Linked DNA regions of Sus scrofa: all the other regions are linked to region 2. A link is a contact called in public Hi-C data. All regions are on one chromosome and are shown on one strand. Each heading gives the region's core, a stretch centred on a gene start, on an enhancer-like site or on the middle of the called end of the contact. The rest is flanking DNA. Distances are from core to core; before and after follow the strand shown. Region 1 overlaps RFX7 (DNA-binding protein RFX7). Region 2 overlaps TEX9 (testis expressed 9). Region 3 overlaps NEDD4 (E3 ubiquitin-protein ligase NEDD4).

Region 1 (3,330 bases), core at 150-2,649, 270 kb after region 2:
ATAATTTCTATGAAAAAATTATTAATAGTAAACTAGATTTATTACTAGCAACTATAATTATACTTTTTTTTTTTTTTTTTTTTTTTTTTTTTTTTGTCTTTTTGCTTTTTTCTAGGGCCGCTTCCACAGCATGTGGAGGTTCCCAGGCTAGGGGTCTAATCAGAGCTATAGCCACCGGCCTACACCACAGCCACAGCAACACAGGATCTGAGCCAAGTCTGCAACCTACACCACAGCTCACGGCAATGCTGGGTCATTAACCCACTGAGCTAGGCCAGGGACCAAACCCACAACCTTATGGTTCCTAGTCGGATTCGTTAACCACTAAGCCGGGACGGGAACTCCCTATAATTATACTCTTAAATATCTACTTTTTATTTTCATCATTTTAATAAGGAATCATTTTTTTTCCTCTGTTTAAATTTATCAGAAGCTTTAGGTATTTGTGGTGTATGTGAATGGGAGATTACTCTTTTCTCATCTTATGGTCAATTGAAGACCATAAACATCAGCAAAATAACCTTTTATAGATACATCATCATAATTTTTCTTGTCTAGGTATAAATTGTATGGCTCAGATCTGTTCATTTATACTTACACAGGGGCAGGAGAGTGTTTGGGCAGCCTTATCTAGCTAGATAGTTCACACATGTTACCTCATTTATCCCTCCAGCAGTCCTGTAAGACAGATGATATTTATCCCCATTTTATAGATTGGGAAACAGACTGAAAGAGTAGTTAAGTAACTTGTTCATAGTCAGGTAAGTAGTGGGTCCAGAATTTGAGTCCTGGTTTGTCTGTCTCCAAAACCCAGGTCACATCGTTCAGCAGACTATCTTCTTATCTTCTGGCAAAATGAGGTTTTAAAAGATATAGGCCTTTCTTTCTGTACTCTGTTTCTGTGACACCTAGAAGAGTACTTTAACAAATTGAGGACCTAGGAGGTATCATGGGATAAAAGAAACATCTCTATCTTCTTATTCCCCACATTATTCACCTAGAGTGACTGAGAGAAATGTCGAACAAATGGGGTTTTAAGGCATAAGTATGAAGAAGGGTATGTTTTTTAAACAAAAATACTAAAAATGGCATACATAAACCAGCATTTGTCCCTTTTGAAAGTAGCTTAGGAGGCTGACTCTAACAATTATGTCGTTACTCAATATTTTAGAATCTCTTAAATTTTTGTTCTCAGCTGTTGCCACTTTTCTTAAAATACCTTTAATAGTGATTTCTCTTCATCCTTTGAAGGTGAATTTGGTTTTTTATAAATATATTCTCCATATTAAGAACAGGTTGTATTACAGATGTCCTTTTGTAAGTCAGCTGCTTGGAACTCATTCCTGTCCAGAAACCCTGGCAGCAGGGATGAAATAGTGAGCTTTGAACTGTTGGCAGAGGCTCTCATGGGTGCAGGTGCTGAGCAGCCAGAGCCGAGGCTGCAGGCCAGACGGGAGCAGTACAATTTAAGTTGGATTTGAGGAGAAAAAAAAAGTACTTAGGTGATAAGGGGGGGGTCTAAAAATGAGGGATTATTGAGGAGTGTTTGGTTGAGAGTTTACAGTCACTTTCTTTCCTTCTCCCACTCCCCAAACTGTTACTATTAACAGAAGATGAAAAGCAGAAATGTCTAGGGAAGGGTAGGGCAAGGTATGCCAGCAGGACAGCAGTGTCCTCCCCTGGCCTCTCTCCACTGTTCTTACTGACCATGGCTTTGTGATGATCTTAATGCCACACCCTAAATGTGAAATGAGCTTTTGAAAAAGTAATTGTATTACATAATCAGTTCTTCTTAAGTTAAAATTTATCCCTTGCTTATTTTAATTATTTCTTTTTCTCAGTGTTGATCTTACTACTGCCTTAAAAAGTTTCTCAGTGATCCTTTTTTTAGAACATATTAACCTCAGTCTTACTAAGAAACTATGCTTAATTTCTCTCAGGTCATTCTAGCATACCTAGAATACCTAGAATATTATAGAATATTATAATATTCTAGCATATCTAGAATATTATAACTAGAATACCTATTTTCATACAGTTCTGGCAGAACAATTTCATACAGTTAGATTGTTTTCCCCATACAGTTTTTTTCTAAGATATGGATGGTTTTGACAAATATTTATTGAGTGTCCCTTGTGAGCCGAATATTACAATCATGAAAATGTATGAATTTCTTTTTTTTTTTAACAGCCACACTTGTGGCATATGGAAGTTCTGGGGCTAGGAGTCAAATGAGAGCTGCATCTGAGACCTACACGGCAGCTGGCAGCAACGCCTGATCCTTAACCTACTGAGTGAGGCCAGGGATCGAACCCACATCCTCACAGACGCTATATCCGATTCTTAACCTGCTGAGCCACAATGGGAATGCCTGCATGAATTTCTTAATTAGGGAAGGGGAAAGGGAGATGTTCTGACATGTACTGATAAAATGTAAAACAGGCTTTCTTGGCATTTATCTTAGCCTCTTCACATTTATGGCGTGGTTACTGCTCTTTCTAAAATCTTCATCTCTTACTGCTGATTTAACTACACCTATCACCTAAGTTGAACCATATTTTAAAGTGTAAATTAAAACCATGTTGACAAATGCTTACATACTGGAAATGTAGTATTTATGCTTTATAAAAAAAATTGAGTTAAAATTTGTCATGTTTGGCTGCTTTGTCGAGTAAATGGCTACATAGTCAAAGAAACTGAGTTGTAACTGCCTTCTATACAAAAGACTATTACAGCTTTCCTTTCTGTTTATTTTTAGGAATTAAAGGAATTACCCAGCCTTCTGCTTTTGTACCTACAGCTGAAAGTAATTCCTTTCAGCCACAAGTAAAGACTTTGCCATCTCCTATTGATGCTAAACAGCAGTTGCAACGGAAAATCCAGAAGAAGCAGCAAGAACAGAAACTACAATCCCCCTTGCCGGGAGAATCCTCAGCAAAAAAATCAGAAGGCGCTACAACCAATGGAGTGACTAATCTTTCTAACGGAAATCCTGCAATCCTCTCTCCTCAGCCTATTGGTATCGTTGTGGCAGCTGTCCCTAGTCCCATTCCGGTAATATCATTAAGTAGTGTTTGGCCTTACTGGGATGGGGGGAAGTGGGTTGTTTAATTAAAAGCGGAAGGAGCCATGTATGGGTGTAGATTCAGTTATAAACTGATTTTGTAACCACACACATATTTCACTTTAGTTGGTTGTCTTTTATTCAGGATATACATTGTTGATTACAAAGTGATTCTATAAAAGGAACATAAGTGAAATAACAAGACATATAAAGTTTGCACATAATCAGTCCAAGCTTTGTGTAAGAGATGAGCCGTTTTCAAAATT
Region 2 (3,245 bases), core at 136-2,635:
AAAACTAAAAGATGTAAAAAAAATATTTATTTTTCAGTAAAATATTTAATTACAAATGCAACTAGCAAAACTGTAACCATTATCTAAATACATTACCTGAAATTTTATACGTTTCTTATTCCTAAACCAGCAAATAATGATGGATCTGTGTAAGGTATTAAAATAAAACATTGCTGATTCTTCCCTGCCCCCATAAACTCCAAAGTGGGTGGGATGGGATATAAATGAAAGAGAATTATAATTAAATGAGAATTAAAACTGAAAAAAGTTTGAAAACAGCTACTTTCTTCTTCTAAGGACTACTACTATCAATTAATAATGGGAATGTTGATGCATAAGGAGGGATGCTTAAAGTAGAAATAACCAACTTGGTAGCCAGAATGGGGCAAAATATGCTTACATTGCCCAGTGATACAACCTCACTACTTTCTTCCTGACTATAAGTCTGATTATGGTCTAGCCCTAAGAATCTGAGTTCCATCCAACTGCATAGTTTAAGGAACAGGTTACCATCTGAGTATTAGTGGTAACTGTTACCCTTTATTCAACTTCTGTCCACTTGTTTCCATCCTTACTGAAATACCAGTGTTAATTCTATGTAGCTACTCTCAAATTATTAATCTTAAAATAGCGGGAAAGATTATTAAATATTAATGCTCCTATCAATTAGATGATCGGAATATCTAAGTGGAAAACACTTTTTTAGTACCTTATAGAAAATGTGTGCTTATCAAAACCATATACATGCGTATAAACACATACCAATGCATATATAGGTGTTCAATGTATAATAATTCATTGATCTGAAAATTTATGGGCACTTTTCTGTATGTATGTTGTACATTAAATTAAAAAGTTAAAAACTAGCACTTACATGGAATTATTAATAACTTCACAGTTACTTACTATTACTTCCTCAGCTTGTCGAACCAGATCAGCAGTTTTTGCCTCTAATTCTGCATTTAAACGCCTAAAAGCAAAAAATAATTTAATAATTTGGACATACTGAAGACTGTAATACAAAATAAAAGCAATTAAATTTCAATAACTACACTTTTATCAACAAACACCAAAACACACACATAACATTTTAATTTTAAAATTAACATAACTATTAGAAAACTTATCTCCAAATCCCCAATTCTTTCTTCTTTGTGGTGGAAATTCAAATGGTGCAACTCCTAGCTCTCTCTGTCCCTTAGTTCTGTTGGAATGATTTATTTGGGAAGAATAAAGTGGATGGCATCAACTCACTTCCACTCTCCATCTTCTTGAGATCAACTCCAGTGGGGACCACGGGAACAGGAGTGGGGCAGAGGCCTGCTTTCAACTGAGGTGTCAGGTGACTGGGAAGGTAAATCTGGGGTTTAGTGAGCAGACCTGAGGTGGCTCACACTTCAGCTACATACTTCGGTATCAGTTTCACCAGAAATAGAGGTGATTATTTTTACCTCCACCTGTGACTCCTTTTTTTCCAATCTATCTGCAATCTAGCAAAGAATTGGAATACTATACGGCCCAATTAAGACTACAAGAATAGCAATGACATTGAAGGTAACTTTTTAAAGGAAAAAAATTGCTCATCCAATCATTTTTAATATTCCCTTCTAATTTTCATCTGTAGCACATATGCAATTTTGTACTGTCATCCCATAATAATATAGATGAAATATGTTTATCTCTATATATAATCTTTATAATCAGTGCTTTAAATGGCTATAAAGCATTTTAATGAGTTGAATTTAACATTATTACTAAACTGTTTCTCTTGTTAGTTCAAGTCCCCATCTCAGTTTTAAAGGTTAACATTCCAGTAAATATCCTCAAAAACATGTAACTTTCAAATTCTATTCACAGGTCACATTTCTAGGCTCTTTAGAAGTTTTATGAAGAAAATAAAGCAATTTTTAACATGAAATATTTTACTGTTTATTTGTTTAAGGTATGTGATTCAGAAGTAACACAAAAGCCAGTGATGACCCCCACTCCCAAGGGGGAAAAAAAAAGCAGTATCTTATCTCTTACAACAGTCTGATGTTTTAAGAATTATTTTTAAATCTTAGGATGAGTTAATCAAAAGAAAAATATCTAATAACGTCTTAAAAGTTGTATTCAAAATGCCTTTACCTGATTTTTCACATTTCCCTAGTAAAACCATTAGAGGTTCTGATCAATAAAGATAACTAGGAAGGCCATTATTCTTCTGCTGCAAACCTATGAAAATCCTGGATAAAATGTAACAAAGCCAATACTGCTAAACTCAAACTTGGGCAAGGAAAATACCCCAGTACTAAAAATAAAGCAGCAACTCAAAATGAGAGCAGTAAACAGGAACAGGAGCCAAAACGGCTTAACAGCTAGAAATTGATGCACATGAGAGAGTCATGAAGGGCTACACCTGTGAACCACAGACTACAAAAACACTACCCATAACCTTAGGTGAACAGAAATGAAACTAGAGCCAAGTGTGGAAAAGATTCTCTTGTGAGTAATTAGAGCACACAGGATTGTAGTCCAAGTTCATCTTACCCAGATGGTACAGGGACACCATGCCAAAACTTTAATATAGAAAGTTGGCTTTGAACCAGTGAAAACTCTGATAAGCTAACAAAGTTAAATGCAAAACCACCATTAGGGACATTTACTCATCTATAACACATGCAATTCTCTCAGAAAGCAAATCCTGCTAAAGATGATTTCATGAAGTAATAAATTGCATTAAGAAACAAGTCCTCACAGGGGACAATCAGCAGATGAAACAAAATTTGCATCGTAAGAACTGGAGATCATAAAACAATCTAAGAAAGAATCTTAAAGCACTTTAAAAAAAAAAAAAAGAAACCATTAAGCAAGAACCAGCCATTGTGAACACATATTCAAAAAACAAACAAAAAAACCCAAAAAACAGTGAATTTGGAAAAGAACCAAAGAGAAATCACATAAATGAAAACATAGTTAATGTATTTAAAAACCCAAATGCAATAGATAAGCTGAACAATAGAATGTACTGAAGAGGGAATCAATGAATTAGAAGGTAGATAGAGGAAATCACCAGCAAAGAGGTACAGAGAAAAAAAAAAGATAAAGATGCAAAAGAGAGGTTAACATCCACTAAAGACAGGCTATATGACAAAGAGATTTATGCCTATCTAATAGACATTGCAGAAGGAAACCCCACAGGAGGAAATGTCAAAATTTGAAGAGATTCATTGAGCATAGTCTGAAGCTGGGGAGCGTGCTATGTC
Region 3 (3,016 bases), core at 121-2,620, 400 kb after region 2:
AATACTGTTTCAACTTGAAATGCTAGAAGATTGTTGTTCTTGTGTTACTCATTCATGCAAATTGGAGAAGGTATAATTGAAACAAGGTTGGCAGTGTTTGAGGCAGTGTGCTGCAGCTGAGCTCAGCTTAAAGGTCGCTGGAAATCAAGTGCTTTGTAAGTGAAGGCATTTTGACTACAAGCGATTCAAGACATTTTGGAAACGTCAGTCGTCAGTCTCGGGAATGGGCCGTCTTTTTCTTTCTACGATATCTGGTCTCTAAGGTTTTACTCAGGATAAAGACCACTACTTACGAGCTCTTTTAGGCACCACAAATGATTTTTTCTTTCGATGCAGTGCAGCTGCTTCTAGCCTGTCTACCGACAGAGATCTTTGTTATGACTTTCAGCCCTTAACATGTTTGGAAATGAGAACAAATGGCACAAAGCTTACGATTGCACTTTGCAGCCAGAAGAAGCAATACTTACCCTTTGTCAGAAACCTCTGGAGATGATTTGGATAGCAGTATTCACATGTGCTTCACAAGACCAACACGGATTTCAACCTCTAACGTGGTTCAAATGAAGCTGACTCCCAGACAAACTGCACTAGCTCCGTTAATAAAGGAAAACGTTAAGTCTCAGGAAAGATCATCTGTTCCTTCACCTGAAAATGTTAATAAAAAGAGCAGCTGTCTGCAGATTTCACTCCAGCCAACAAGGTACAGTGGATGTCTTCAGTCTAGCCATGTCTTAGCTGGCAGTGATGATGCTTCATTTACTTGTGTCTTGAAGGATGGCAGTGCTGTGGTTGATAACGACCTGAGTGCTGTGGATGATGGTACCTTTTTAAGCAGTTCTGTCATTTGCAGTGGTAGCCTTAGTAACTTTTCAGCCAGTGAGAATGGGTCTTATAGCAGCAACAGTAGCGATTATGGGTCATGCACCAGTATCACCAGTGGAGGTTCCTACACCAACAGTATCACCAGCGACAGCAGTGGTTGTGGTTTTCCGCCAACTGATGATACCTTTTTTGGTGGAAATTTGTCTTCTGACAGCACCTCCAATAGAAGTGTGCCAAACAGGAATACTGCTCCATGTGAAATTTTGTCAAGAAGTACAAGTACAGTTCCCTTTGTCCAGGATGACTTGGATCATGGACTAGAGATCATGAAATTGCCAATGATCAGGAACTCAAAAATTCCTCTAAAACGTTGTTCATCCTTAGTCATTTTTCCTAGGAGTCCTTCAAATACTCCACCAACTTCTCCTACAAGTACAGGTACTTTTCTGAGCAAAGGATCCTATCAGACCTCACACCAGTTTGTTATTTCTCCTAGTGAAGTTGCCCACAATGAAGATGGCACTAATGCTAAGGGATTTCTTTCAACAGCTGTCAACGGACTTCGGTTGTCTAAAACAACCTCTACTCCTGGAGAAGTAAGAGACATACGACCCCTTCACAGGAAGGGCTCATTACAAAAGAAAACTGTTATTGCAAATAATAGTCCAAATCAGACCGCCTGTGAAAAGTCATCTGAAGGATATTCTTGTGTTTCAGTGCATTTCACCCAACAGAAAGCAACTACATTAAATTGTGAAACAGCAAATGGTGACTGTAAACCAGGGATGTCAGAAATTAAGCTTAACTCTGATTCAGAGTATATTAAGCGTATGCATAGGACATCTGCATATTTACCATCCTCCCAAAATATAGATTGTCAAATCAATATCAGCAGACAGTTGGAAAGACCAAACTTACAGATAAACAAAAACCATGCTATTTTACGAAGAAGTATTTCATTGGGAGGAACTTATCCAAATATTTCCTGTTTATCCAGCCTTAAGCACAATTGTTCTAAGGGGGGACCATCTCAATTGCTCATAAAGTTTGCATCTGGAAATGAAGGTAAAGTTGATAATTTAACAAGAGACAGCAACAGAGATTTCACAAATGATCCATCTAATTCTTTAAAGCATTCTTGTAAGGTAAGTTTCCTTTGGTCTTGATAAATACTAATTTATACTGTAATAACTTTATGAAATATTTGGTTAAGTTTATTATAACTTGGCACTTTTATGTATTTTTTAGTCCTTAGCTAGCAAGTACTTTGTAGTCATGAACTTTACATTTGTGAATCTGAAAAAATGCCCAGTAGTTTTTCTCTCTAGCTGTTATTTTATCAGTGTAGAAAATATTCATTTAAAAAGAACTTTCCAAAGTGATATGAGCCATAAAACATTTCTGTAGCATAAAAACAAGCTTTAAATAATAAATTATTTCATAACATTTTACCTCAGTATGTTTTTCCCTCAAGTGGCATAATATTTAAATGTCTAACTCAGGATTTTATTCCTACTTTTACAAATGCTCATTTAGTATTCTTCCTCTCCTTAAGCATTGTGGAAAAAAAATATAGAAAGCTGCTTAAAATGTCAAAAAATAAAAAGCTTACATAAAATGTGAAAATCTTCTTAGAAATGAGTGCAGAGAAAATGTTTCTTTAAAATACATATATTTATTAGATCATCAATAAAAACTGTTGTTCTGAATGTTTAAAACAGAGGAAAAATAAATGGCATTTGTGTTTGTATATACCCTTAGCCACAGGAATTTTGTTTCCACCCTATTTTTCTTTAGCTACCAGTTAAGAGTGCCTTCTAAAATGTAACTCATTCTTTAACATATTAAATTCTAAATTTTATATTTTTGAATTTGGTTTCAATTGCTAAGCATTTTCCTTAATTTTCTAGTTACCCTATAAATTTGTTATTTTGGTAATTTTGCATTATTATATCAGTAATTTAACTCAAGTGAATCTTAACCAAAACTGTTCTTTATGTAGTTTGGCCTTTCCAAAGTATTTTAAGTGTTTTGAACTTAAAAAGATTTTTTAAATTTCTGTATTTGGAAGATCTTGCCAGATTTCAGGAAATTTAAAAAATGTTTCTGACTAAACCAATTCTAGATGACAGTTCATAATAGTTTTTTTGGGGAAAAAATTTGTCTGCCTAATCTGTGTTTATAGAACACTTGA

The links. Hi-C and Micro-C count contacts between places; a contact is called where the count stands out from the background.
Region 1: a Hi-C map of skeletal muscle shows a contact between it and region 2, with 6 times the contacts expected there. The contact joins two enhancer-like sites. A contact is called at or near these places in 3 of 47 Hi-C or Micro-C datasets (embryonic fibroblasts, psoas muscle and skeletal muscle) and 1 of 2 datasets of contacts at active chromatin or transcription factors (skeletal muscle).
Region 3: a contact with region 2 is called in a Hi-C map of skeletal muscle, with 4 times the contacts expected there. The contact joins two enhancer-like sites. A contact is called at or near these places in 2 of 47 Hi-C or Micro-C datasets (psoas muscle and skeletal muscle) and 1 of 2 datasets of contacts at active chromatin or transcription factors (skeletal muscle).

Annotation. Positions count from the first base shown.
Region 1 is chr1:115,860,737-115,864,066 of Sscrofa11.1, forward strand. It overlaps RFX7 (DNA-binding protein RFX7), which reads left to right. Exons shown (of 11, transcript XM_021094836.1): 10 at 2,759-3,054. Among named protein-coding and RNA genes, the nearest start is that of NEDD4, 80 kb to the right of the region's middle. Within about 2 kb of position 1,400, at least 5 of the 83 cell types and tissues checked have an H3K27ac peak or open chromatin away from gene starts, as enhancers often do. A contact at or near this core is called in skeletal muscle, where this site is marked.
Region 2 is chr1:115,594,511-115,597,755 of Sscrofa11.1, forward strand. It overlaps TEX9 (testis expressed 9), which reads right to left. Exons shown (of 12, transcript NM_001244599.1): 3 at 907-970. Among named protein-coding and RNA genes, the nearest start is that of TEX9, 12 kb to the right of the region's middle. Within about 2 kb of position 1,386, at least 1 of the 83 cell types and tissues checked has an H3K27ac peak or open chromatin away from gene starts, as enhancers often do. A contact at or near this core is called in skeletal muscle, where this site is marked.
Region 3 is chr1:115,992,266-115,995,281 of Sscrofa11.1, forward strand. All of the region lies in intron 5 of NEDD4 (E3 ubiquitin-protein ligase NEDD4), which reads left to right. Among named protein-coding and RNA genes, the nearest start is that of NEDD4, 52 kb to the left of the region's middle. Within about 2 kb of position 1,371, at least 1 of the 83 cell types and tissues checked has an H3K27ac peak or open chromatin away from gene starts, as enhancers often do. A contact at or near this core is called in skeletal muscle, where this site is marked.